Regions from separate parts of the Sus scrofa genome. Here region 1 is linked to region 2. The links are chromatin contacts, called in public HiChIP or PLAC-seq maps. All regions are on one chromosome and are shown on one strand. Each heading gives the region's core, a stretch centred on a gene start, on an enhancer-like site or on the middle of the called end of the contact. The rest is flanking DNA. Distances are from core to core; before and after follow the strand shown.

Evidence for each region. HiChIP or PLAC-seq counts read pairs in DNA pulled down with a chosen protein or histone mark.
Region 1: a contact with region 2 is called in an H3K27ac HiChIP or PLAC-seq map of skeletal muscle. The contact joins two enhancer-like sites. A contact is called at or near these places in 2 of 47 Hi-C or Micro-C datasets (embryonic fibroblasts and fetal heart ventricle) and 1 of 2 datasets of contacts at active chromatin or transcription factors (skeletal muscle).

The regions. Positions count from the first base shown.
Region 1 is chr10:65,954,409-65,960,014 of Sscrofa11.1, forward strand. No RefSeq gene overlaps it. Among named protein-coding and RNA genes, the nearest start is that of AKR1E2, 260 kb to the left of the region's middle. Within about 2 kb of position 3,108, at least 32 of the 83 cell types and tissues checked have an H3K27ac peak or open chromatin away from gene starts, as enhancers often do. A contact at or near this core is called in skeletal muscle, where this site is marked.
Region 2 is chr10:66,226,135-66,231,613 of Sscrofa11.1, forward strand. No RefSeq gene overlaps it. Among named protein-coding and RNA genes, the nearest start is that of KLF6, 260 kb to the right of the region's middle. Within about 2 kb of position 1,282, at least 39 of the 83 cell types and tissues checked have an H3K27ac peak or open chromatin away from gene starts, as enhancers often do. A contact at or near this core is called in skeletal muscle, where this site is marked.

The DNA.
Region 1 (5,606 bases), core at 1,858-4,357, 270 kb before region 2:
AGATACAAAATGATTAAATCCAGTGACCTAGATTCTCAGCCATTTCCATTCCATGAATCCAGACCCAAATATCTGACTCTCTCCTGTCTCCATATGTTTCTCTGGCCCATACGACCAAGCTCGATTTTTCCAGCTCACTAACCTGCACCTTCAGACTCATCTGGGGGCATCCAGGTTCCAAGCGAGCATTCCCAACCTGGACATTCATCTTCCTTTGGCAAGAGAGAATGTATTTGGGGGAAACTGCATATACACGTAAAAAGCTACTAAGCATAAAATGTGAACTGAAGTACAAGGAAACAATATTAAACTCTTTCTAAAGGGGTTTGCATCACCAGTGGTCGGTGAAGGGATGTTGGGAGAACCACAGCCCAGTATCTCATTCGATATCAGTTGTCCGCTCTCATCAGGGGTACACACTATGTCTGGGAAGACGACTGAGAAATATCAAAACTAGAAATATTTTCACCTTTCTGGCTCCCTCATTCTCAGTTCCAGCTACATAAAACAGGAGGAACAAAGCTCCATGGACTTCAAACCCATTCTAATCAAAACCCCAAGTTCCCAGGCTCTACCCCTGCATCCTCTTTGACTTCAGCGAGCTCCGGAGCCGGGGTCGCTATTCATGCCCCTATTGCATTTATGGTCTTCAATTTCAGGACATTCTATGCCTCAAACTCCTCAACGGATCTCCATTGCACACACGATAAAGTCAGCCCTAAGCAGTTTGGTTTCCTTGCTTGTATTCTTTTTTTTTTTTTTTTTTTTTGCTGGACTGGTGCTGGGTTTTTTTACAAAAGATACGTTGTGTTTAACCAAATATTAACAAGAGAAAATGATGGAAAATGCAGTGCATTTAAAGAAGAAGAAGAAGAAGAAAGAAAAAAAGGCTGAGGTAGTTGGGCGCTGGGGGTCAGGCACTGGGTGAGCAGGGAGCATCCTGCAGGCCACCTGCCAGGCTCATCTCCCTCAGCTCCTGGGTGGTGGGGAGGCTGGTGATGGGGGATGGCCAAGGCATTGAGGTGGGTGGGGGGGGGTTGATGTGCCCCAAAAGAGACATCTTTCTTCCATTCACGAGTTAAATCAATTTTTTTAATAAAGATCTTTCCACACACCCAGACAAAACAGTTAAGGAATTCCAAGGAAAACTACACCCAGTGAAATTGAAAGTATTCCAAGATGATACAAAAATATCAATATGTACAACCATAATCACCCCGCCTCCGGGAACCTTTGTAATTTGGACTTTTCTTAGGCGTGTTCCTTCACTTCCAGATAGGATCTGGATCCTTATCTCCTCCTGTCAAGGCTCCAAAGTCACGGATGTGCCTGAGGGAAGATTACAGTATTCACGGTGTGTTGTTCTGATATACATGGTACATACTAATATATGTATAATATACTACACTACACATTATGCAAATATATAACACATATTGTATATATTGTATAGTATATAAATAAGACACTGAAAAAAACACTGAAGCACATGTAAATTTGAAGGTAGGTGTGTCCTCCGTGTAAACTATGATGTCACTTTCATGCACAGGGGACAATGACAAAGCTAACGTGTGTGTGTGTGATTTCCAGGAGGATGGAGTCATAGGGTCCCTTTGAGTCGAGGCACAGGGGCGCCTCGCAAATCCAGAGGTAGACTCTGGAGGGAAAATGCCAGGTGGAAGCGGTGATTTCCAGGCACACCCCTTGACCTGGATAAGGAATTACAACCAGGATTTTCCTTGTGTTTTACCGCTGTGAAAAAAACTGTGGGGATAAGCTATTTTTGGCTCTCATTTGCAAATAAAATATCACACGCCGACACTGCCAAAAATGAATCTTTCTGAAAGCTATGGCATAATCTGATTTTATTTTAGTTTTGCTTTACAGGGCCGCACCTGCAGCACATGGAAGTTCTCAAGCTAGGAGTCAAATCAGAGCTACAGCCGCCGGCCTACACCACAGCCATAGCGACTCGGGATCCGAGCCTCGTCTGCCACCTACACCACAGCTCATGGCAATGCTGGATCCTTAACCCAGGGATCGAAGCCACAGCCTCATGGATACTAGTCGGGCTCTTAACGTGCTGAGCCGCAGTGGGAACTCTTATGGCATAGTCTTAAGGGTCATCAACAAACCAGTTTTCTTGCCAAATGCAGCGGAATTAAGGTGAAGAAAACACATTACTTTAAAAGAAAGCAATGGAGAGAGGCAGCAGCCTAGCTGTGACACTGCCCCAAGCTTCACGGTGTGGGCATGTCCCTTTCATCGACCTGCTCCTCCCCTGAGACACGAGATCCATAATATTCCTCCCTGGCCCTCCTGGGGCCCGCACTGGTGAGAGAGAGCCTCACTGAATATTTCATGGGAATCTGACTTTCCTCTAGGGCTTGGGCCTATTTTCTTCTGGCTTATTTACAGCTTTGCTCTGGTGCTAAAATATGTTATGGATAGCCATGTAATGGGTACTCTCTCTCCTCTCTTGGCAGTTTGATAAAATGACTTCAATTTTCTCACTGGTTCCTCTCCAGAGAGAGGCAGAATAATTGGTACCCAAAGACTAGTCCAGTCATGGTTACGCTTTAAAAAAGAGAACAAACAGTAATAGAGAAACTATTAACTCTGCAGATATGAAATATTAGAATACATCATTTTATCATCTCATTTAATGAAAATGGGAAAATGGAACCTAATCTTTCACTGTTCGACAATAAAAAAAACAAACCAAAGGAAAAAATTCTATTCACACAACTAACAATGATATAGATGAAAGACTCGCCTGGATTTTTCCTAATATGGCAGAGTTTCAAGGCAAAGGACTCAAAAAAAAAAAAAAGAAAAAGGAAAACCCCATATGGTGCTGAGGATGGAGGGTCAAATTCCTAAGTTATCATTTAAAAGATAAGCTCTGTGAGGCCCGTGGGAGTTTTATCCCCTTTAACCACATATATGTGAGCGGTTATTATGGTGTGGTTTTGTCGAGGGAACTTAGCAACGAGATAAAATAACAGCTGTATATTTTGCAGAGAAGTTTGCTTAGGAAGGCAGTTGCCATGGGAACGCCTGGCAATAGCGATTTGATTTTGTGTCGAATGAAAGCGATGAGTTTACTTTGTCTCCGTTGTTTTCCTCCCCCTGGCAACTTCTGGAGGAAAGAGAGAAGGCTAAGTAGCCTTTTCCAGAATTTGCATATTAAAAAAGCAATCCACTTCATTTTTGAATAGACGGGGAGAAGACTCTATGGACAAGCGCTCGAATCATGTACTTTACACCAACAAATACGTATTGTGTAAATTTACTGTATTTCAAAAGCGCTCAGACGGCCTCCGCTTTGTTCGGTAGTCCCACTTCACTCCGATGAGTCACATTCAATAAGTCCTCAGAAATGTGCCCAAAATAGTTGCAGCTGGGAGATAAAAAAAAAAAAAAAAAAAAAAATCTTATGAATGAGCAAAAACGAAGTGAATTATACGCCGCGGGGAAGTCTCTCAATGAAAAAAATCTGGTAAACAGACGCTGGGGTGGGGGCACGGGAAACAGATGCTGACTGATAAGGATTTGCTTATTTTACCAGGGAGACAGGGCATGGCGGCGCTGAGGCTCCAGTGAGGGTTTCGTGGGCTGTTTTCTCCCTGCAGGTGGCAGGGCTTCCGTGAACTGAAATATGGGCATCAAAAGATGACATGCCCCTCACCCCTGAGAGACGTGGGGCAGTCATTTCTTTCATTCAGATGGAGGAATTCAAGATGGGCAGGAGTCACAGACGCCTGCAGAAGATGGCTTTACCGCACAGCCCTGGAAGGTCCACCTTCCAAGGCCAGGGTCGGGTGTCACCAAGGAGGGAACAAAAGCCAGTTCACACTCTCTCCGGAGCACATCCTTTGCCCTCGGCTTCCATGTCAGGCCTCCTCCCCGAGAAAGCCTATTTTCAGATGACCGGACAAAGTGACAGCAGATCTGCCATCTCTAGGGATTGCCTGTTGTGTCCGGGTGTAGAGAACGATCATTTCCCAACAGAGTCAAAATCTGTTTGTTTCAAGTAAGCTCAGAAAGCCTATGGAAAGTCAGAGAGACAAGGAACAGATTTATTTTTAAAGCAGAGTCATTAGAAAGACAAAGAAACTGGAGGCTTCTGATCTTCATTATTTTCGAAAGCTGTGAGGCCTCTCTCTAGCTGTCGGAGCTTGGCTTTCGCTTGGAGAAGGAAGAATGGCCCTTGCACTTAGCCCTTCACCTTTCTTGGCTGGTGACTAAGTCAGCAGTCTTGGGGGATACACGGAGAACTCTCTGAATGCATTCGGTGGAAGCTGAGTCTTGGTGTTTTCAGGGCTGCTTTGACAATGTAAAGCCGCTTTATAGGAAAGCCGGTCCTGTTTTGACCAGGAGGCTTTGCCTGATGGTGCATTGCTTCTGGCCTGTCTCTGAGCAGCTCGGAGCAAGCCAGCCTGGAACAGGAGAAGGGGACCTTCAGAAGACTTTGCAAGAGTTAATGTTTATTTCACACGCATCATGCATCCCACACTGTGACTTTTGAGCATGACTTGACATTCACAAAACAACACTGGGAGGTCAGCACTCTTACTGTTGCCACGTTAGAGGCAGAGACGCCGTACAACCTGCCCACGTTCTCCAGGTGGATTCTTTTAGGAGCCTGGGCTGGGTCCTGAGCCGGTTAAAAGGCTGCAAGGCGCTCTCACCGCCCACGGGTCGGAGGTCAGCTGGGCCATCCTCCAGCTCCTCCTGCCTCTGACCACAGAAAGCGCAGTGCACAGCCAGCGACCTCTGGGGCTTGTCCCAGCTCACTCCCCAATCCGTCTTTTTCCATATACTTCTTTTTATTTCGTTTTCCTGCTGATCTGGAACCTACTCAGCTATCTGGAATTGTCTTGAAATGCACTCATGGCCTTGACTAATTTGACTATTGACAACCTTGTTTTAAAATTATCCCCATCTGGAGTTCCCCTTGGGGCTCAGTGGTTAACGAACCTGACTAGCATCCATGAAGACACGGGTTCGATCCCTGGCCTAGCTCAGTGGGTTAAGGCTCTGGTATTGCCATGAGCTGTGGTGTAGGTCACAGATGTGGCTCGAATCCCACGTTGCTGTGGCTCTGGTGCAGGCTGGCGGCTGTATCTCTGATTCGACCCCTAGCTTGGGGACCTCCTTATACTGCTGGTGTGGTCCTAAAAAACAAAAAGACAAAAAAAGAAAAATTAAAAAAAATAAAAATAAATAAAAATCCCCTAGCTAATCATGATGTACAATAGCAAAGCAAAAAAAAAAAAAAAAAAAGAAAGAAATAAAATTATCCCCATCTGAGGTTATTAGAATATATCTGAAATAAAATTAGGGCCATATGAAAATGGAATATAGAGCCCACACTAATATAATCACAGAAATGAAAGGTTAACGAGAGTCCTCTGAGCTTCAGAAAGTTTTATCTTTGGATATGGATATGGTAACAAGCTACTATTTTATCTTCACTTTGGACTTAATATGAAAAGATACCTTTATCCTGGAAGAGAAATCACACGAGCTGTACACGGGAAGGACACTGGGCTGGTGCGCGGGAAGCCCAGAGCTTTGCCAGAACTTCAGTAAGAGAAATG
Region 2 (5,479 bases), core at 32-2,531:
CTGCCTCTCCTCTCACACTCTTCTCTGGTGAACTGTCCCCTGCCAGGCTTTCCGCTGCTCACCCACCCCCTCCACCCCAAGGTCCTGTCCAGGCGCCAGGCATCTCCCCCTGGGGTCGCAGCGCTTGTCCGCATTGGAGGAGTTGCTAGCCGCTGGCACCCGGAGCGCTTCCCGCGCGCGCTGAGCTTCCAGGGCACCGGCCAGTCCCAGCTCGTCCCCATTGCTCTCTCCCTCCCCTCCACCTGCCATGCTCACTGCTTTTCTTTCCAGTCCCTTGAGCGCTGGCGCCTCAAGGCGGGACCGCCTCCTCTGCCCTTTCCGGCCACACGCACTCCCTTCGAGGTCTCACCTGGTCTTGCGATTTTCTCTAGAACTTCCGCACACCAGCGACTCTCAGTTTGGACCTTCCTTGTTTGCTCGTCCACAGACCAGCTGTGGTTACTTATGCCTGGTGTCCAGAGTCACTCTCTGGAAAACCTCCTCCAAGGGGTCCTGAAAGAGCCTAGTCCTCACCCGCCACCTGCCCTCCTCAACTTGCTGTGCCCACACATCAGGCGAAAGGTGTAAGGTCCACGTCCCGGGCCTCCTAAACATATGGCAGAATCCCTCCCTGGAGGAGAAGGGAGCAGAGCAAGCAGGTTTATTAAGGCCAGAATGAAAAGGTCCTGGAATCTTTTTTTTTTTAACCAGCTTTAATTAAATTTACTTTTATTAGGGTATAGTTGATTTACAGAGTTGAGTCTATCTCTGCTGTGCAGCATAGTGACCAGTCATATGCACATTCTTCTCCTCCCGGAAAATCTTCAAAGCGCTGAACTAGATGGCAGTTTCTTCCTTTCACTTCTGAACATGAAGTGGGCTGATGTGTTGAAGAAAGTGCTAGGTTATTAAGGTTCCGCATGAAACAGAAGTGGAATGACATTCATCATTGTAGGGGGTGTGTATGTCTCTGTTTCTGTGTGTTGCTGTGTTTCTGTGTCTGTCTGTGTGTGTCTGTGTCTTAGTTCAGTGCAGGTCTTCTTAGTTTGTTACGATGCAAGTATTTCTTCACTTTTCCTTTCACAGTATCTGCAAAATTTTAACTGACATAGAATTTCATTGTTGAAAGTGAAACTGTTCTACTAATATCTAATGCTTGGTGTCAGCTACTCTCATTCTTGGAATTATTTAAAATTCCACTGAAGGTACAAATTTGAACTGAGATTTTTTTTTTTTGAGGAACTCACACATGCAGAATTGAGATCTGAAATCTGCTGGTTTATGCAGATTTACCCTAAGAAAGGAAGTTAGGGCTTGGGTTTTGCTATCATGGAAGGAAATGACTCATATCAATGCTGGTATGTAATCGGTGTCCCAAATTTAGCTTTTGTTTGAGTGTAAAACCTAACATTGACATAGGAAACTTTATTATACTAAGCTGCGCTTTTCTCGTTCCCTTTTCCTCTCTGTCAATCAATGACCACACTTTCATTAGGGACCTGTTAAGACATGTTTAGAACATAAACTAAGGTTTTGTAAAATCTGAGTCGATTTTACAAAACATGGTCACATGGGAAATATTGCACAATGAACTCAGAACAAAGGGTCTCAGAAGGACCGGATTTGGAAACAAAAGAAAGAACTCTGGATGAGGTTACAATGAGCACATTTTCTGAGCCTTCTGGAAAACGCGTATCTATTTACAACAGAAGGTATTTCAGAAGTAAAATGACTTTTACACTCTGCCTCTCTTTATTTATCGTCATGTGCTGCAGAATCATAAGGCAACTTAATACGGCCCGAAAACAGACCTCAGGGTCAAAGCCGCAAGTAAGTGTTCTTCCTGGAAACTGAGGAAAGAAACCTGGAAGTTTCCACGTATGTACATAGAGAGAGCAATTTAAAATTCCTCATTGACTTACGGTCGATGTCCACGGCTCATTCCTGACCTGCGGTCTCAGATCCCTCCACAGAGCGCAGCTGAGAAACAGAAGCTCAAGAACACAAAGGACCCTCCGTATCAGGCCAAGTCGTGCTCAGTGGGATCCCTTAGGTCACCCAGAGATGACGACAGGAGGGCACCCTGGGGGCTGGGGTCAGTGTCGGATGTGCTGGGGTCAGTGTTTGGGCTCTGGCTCTTAGGCACCTTTGTGATGGTAGTTGCTTTACAAAACGCAATTGTCAGAAATTTCCACTCAGAGCAGGGATTGTACACATAGTTTAAGCAGCAAACTTAGAAGTCCCTGTTGTGATTGCGTGCATTAAGAACCCGACATAGTGTCCATGAGGGGTATGGGTTCGATCCCTGGCCTCGCTCAGTGGCTTAAGGGTCCGGTGTTGCCCTGAGCTGTGATGTAGGTCAGAGACGAGGCTCAGATCCTGTGTTGCTGTGGCTGTGGTGCAGGCCGGCAGCAATAGCTCTGATTCGACTCCTAGCCTGGTAACGTCCATATGTCAGGTGTGGCCCTAATAAAAGACAAAAAAACAAAAATGAGTTCCCTCTTGTATCCTTGTATATCCTCCTGGCTCCGGTTTCCCTGGAGAACCCGACTCACCCCTTCAGATTGTAGCAGACTTCCTTTCTCTCTGGCTGTATGACTGGGGGCCCTGCTGCTCTCAGGCCCAGAGACAGCTGCCCTGGGTCCCATGCCACGGACCCCTGCAGCCTCCCCAAGGCCAGCCGAACAGTTTCCCTCCAGTCCAAGATCAAGGCCTGTAGGACACAGCGTCCTTCCATCTTTGCCCCACGAGGTGACTGAACCAAGAGCGTGATGACATCCATCACCTCTGCTGTGCCCGCCGGCCAGGGGCAAGTCGAGGGCCTACCCGAACACACAGGGAGGGAATTTCACAGGGCGCGGCTCGCTGAGGCACCGATGAAGGATTCCATGTCCGAGCGCACCCAATAAAGGCCAAGAGCTGCCATGGAATTTGGCTTTTAGAACATTTAGAAGTCAGAGCACCAAAATGCATGGTTTGAGTTTTCCATTCAGACTCCACAATATTTACTTTCTGATTCATAATCCAACTACTTCCTTATTGGATTATTATTATCTCATTATAATCCACAAGTTCGACGGTTCCCCCCCGCCCCGGTACTTTTTTCCTTTGTGCAGAAAACTGTTCCAAAAATAACAGTAAACACAGGGAATACACAGAAGTAGTGGCAGTGCATTGGATGAAAGGTGCGTTTCCTCTTATTACACAGGGAGAGAATTCTGTGTCCGTGGTGGATGGCTTTGGAGAAAGTGTCTCTAATAGAAACAAGTGCACCTTTGATGACTGTCGCTCAGTGAGTGGCAGGTGCTGTGGACTTACCTGTGAGCAGAACTGTGTGACCTAAGCCGTATATCCTCACTTGTGTTCTTCAAGGTCCGAGACGTGCACCTCGGGGGACGGGGCTACAGGTCGGGGGTGGGAAACCTATTCGACTCAAAAAGAAATTGTGACATGCTGAGTTTCAGGAAAACCTGACTAAAACAACAACACGATTCTGTTACACTGCACACCCGTTGGCCCAAATCTGGGGCCCCGGCAGCAGCACATGCTGGTGAGGGTGTGGAGCCACAGGAACCCCTGGTCATGGCTGAGGGGAGCCCCATGATGCAGCCACTTTGGAGGAGTTTGGCGGTGTCTTGCCAACAGACCTTTACCACAAGATCCAGGAATCTGGCTCCTTGGTATCTACCCAAAGGAGCCGAAAACGTACAGCCGCGCAACAGTCTGCACATGTGTGCTTATAGCCTTGTTTATAACTACCCAAACTTGGAAGCCATCAAGTTGCCCTTCAGCTGGTGATGGATAAACCGTGGTCTATCCAGGCAATAGAATATTGTGCAGAGGAGTTCCCATCGTGGCGCAGTGGTTAACGAATCCGACTAGGAACCATGAGGTTGCGGGTTCGGTCCCTGCCCTTGCTCAGTGGGTTAACGATCCAGCGTTGCCGTGAGCTGTGGTGTAGGTTGCAGACGTGGCTCAGATCCCGCGTTGCTATGGCTCTGGCGTAGGCCGGTGGCGACAGCTCCGATTCAACCCCTGGCCTGGGAACCTCCATATGCCGCAGGAGCGGCCCAAGAAATAGCAACAACAACAACAACAACAACAAAAAAGACAAAAAGACAAAAAAAAAAAAGAATATTGTGCAGAGCTACAAAGAAATGAGCCGTCAAGCCATGGAGAATCAGGGCAGAATCTTAAATTCCTATGACGAAGTACAAGAAACCAGTCTGAAAATGCTACACACTCTCTGATCACAAGTCTGTGACATCTAGAAAAGGCAAAGCTATGGCGACAGTAAAAAGATCAGTGATGGCTGGGGCTGGGGAGAGGGAGGGAAAAGTTGGGGAAGCACAGAAGATTTTCAGGGCAGGGAAGCCCCTCTGTATGAAATTACAATGATGTACACATGTCATTACACCTTTATCCAAACCCCCGAACGTGCAACACCAGGAGTGAACCCTAATGTCATCTCTGGTGGGGGTGTTGATATTGGGGGAGGGTACGTGGGTTTTGGGGCCAAGGAGTGAATGGGAAACCTGTGTATCTTCCTCTCGATTTTATTGTAAACAAAACTGCTCTAAAAAAATTAAATCTTGGCCTTCCCGCTGTGGTGCAGTGGGTTAAGAATCCAACTGCAGCTGCTCGGTGTGATCCCTGGCCCAGCACAGCGGGTTAAAGGATCTGGTACTGCCCCAACTGCACTGTGGGTCACAGCTGCTCTCAGATCCAGTCCCTGGCCTGGGAACTTCTTCCATATGATGGCGGTGCAGCCATGAAAAAAAATGAAATCTTTTGAGAAAACTTTTTAAGTTAAGCAGATGTCTTCCTGTCAGACGTCTGAATGACTTCAATATGCCGGTGGCTTGATGAAATCTTCAAAGATATGGCTACAGCTCTCCATAGCAATGACATTTTTTGAACAAAACGATCACGTGACACACCTATTACTATTTCATGGGAGAATCTTCTACTGTTATGTATTTGATTTATCAGAGTTCCTAAATTGGAAAGCAATAGTAAATATTAACCAGGTGTCCAAGTTGGGTGACACTTAGGATCTGTTTACAGGTATGATGAGTGGACTTTACAGTGACTCAAGGGGAGCAGAATGGTTCAGCTCATTGGCAGCCTTCTTCTTGCCTGCTTTGCTGAGTCTGAACCAGGAACTGAAGTCCCTTCCTCTAAAACCCATAGCTTCTTTATTTGCACAATGATCTCCTTTTGTTCCTTTTGTTCCATTAGAATGCCTCAAATATAAGGTTTATTCTTTGGGTTCATACTCTTCTGAAAGGAACCACAAATTTCCCCTCTGCTGTCTTTTGCTAATGACCATGGTTTATAAACTGTGGACTCGAGTGTGTGAGGTTTTGTGTTTGTAGATTTTAAAAGACAAAATACCATCAAAATAGTGATTTAGGTACCAAAATATCATAATATACATATTTAAAAGTTGATTTTTTTTTGGAGTTCCCTGGTGGCTCAGTGGGTTAAAGATCTGCAG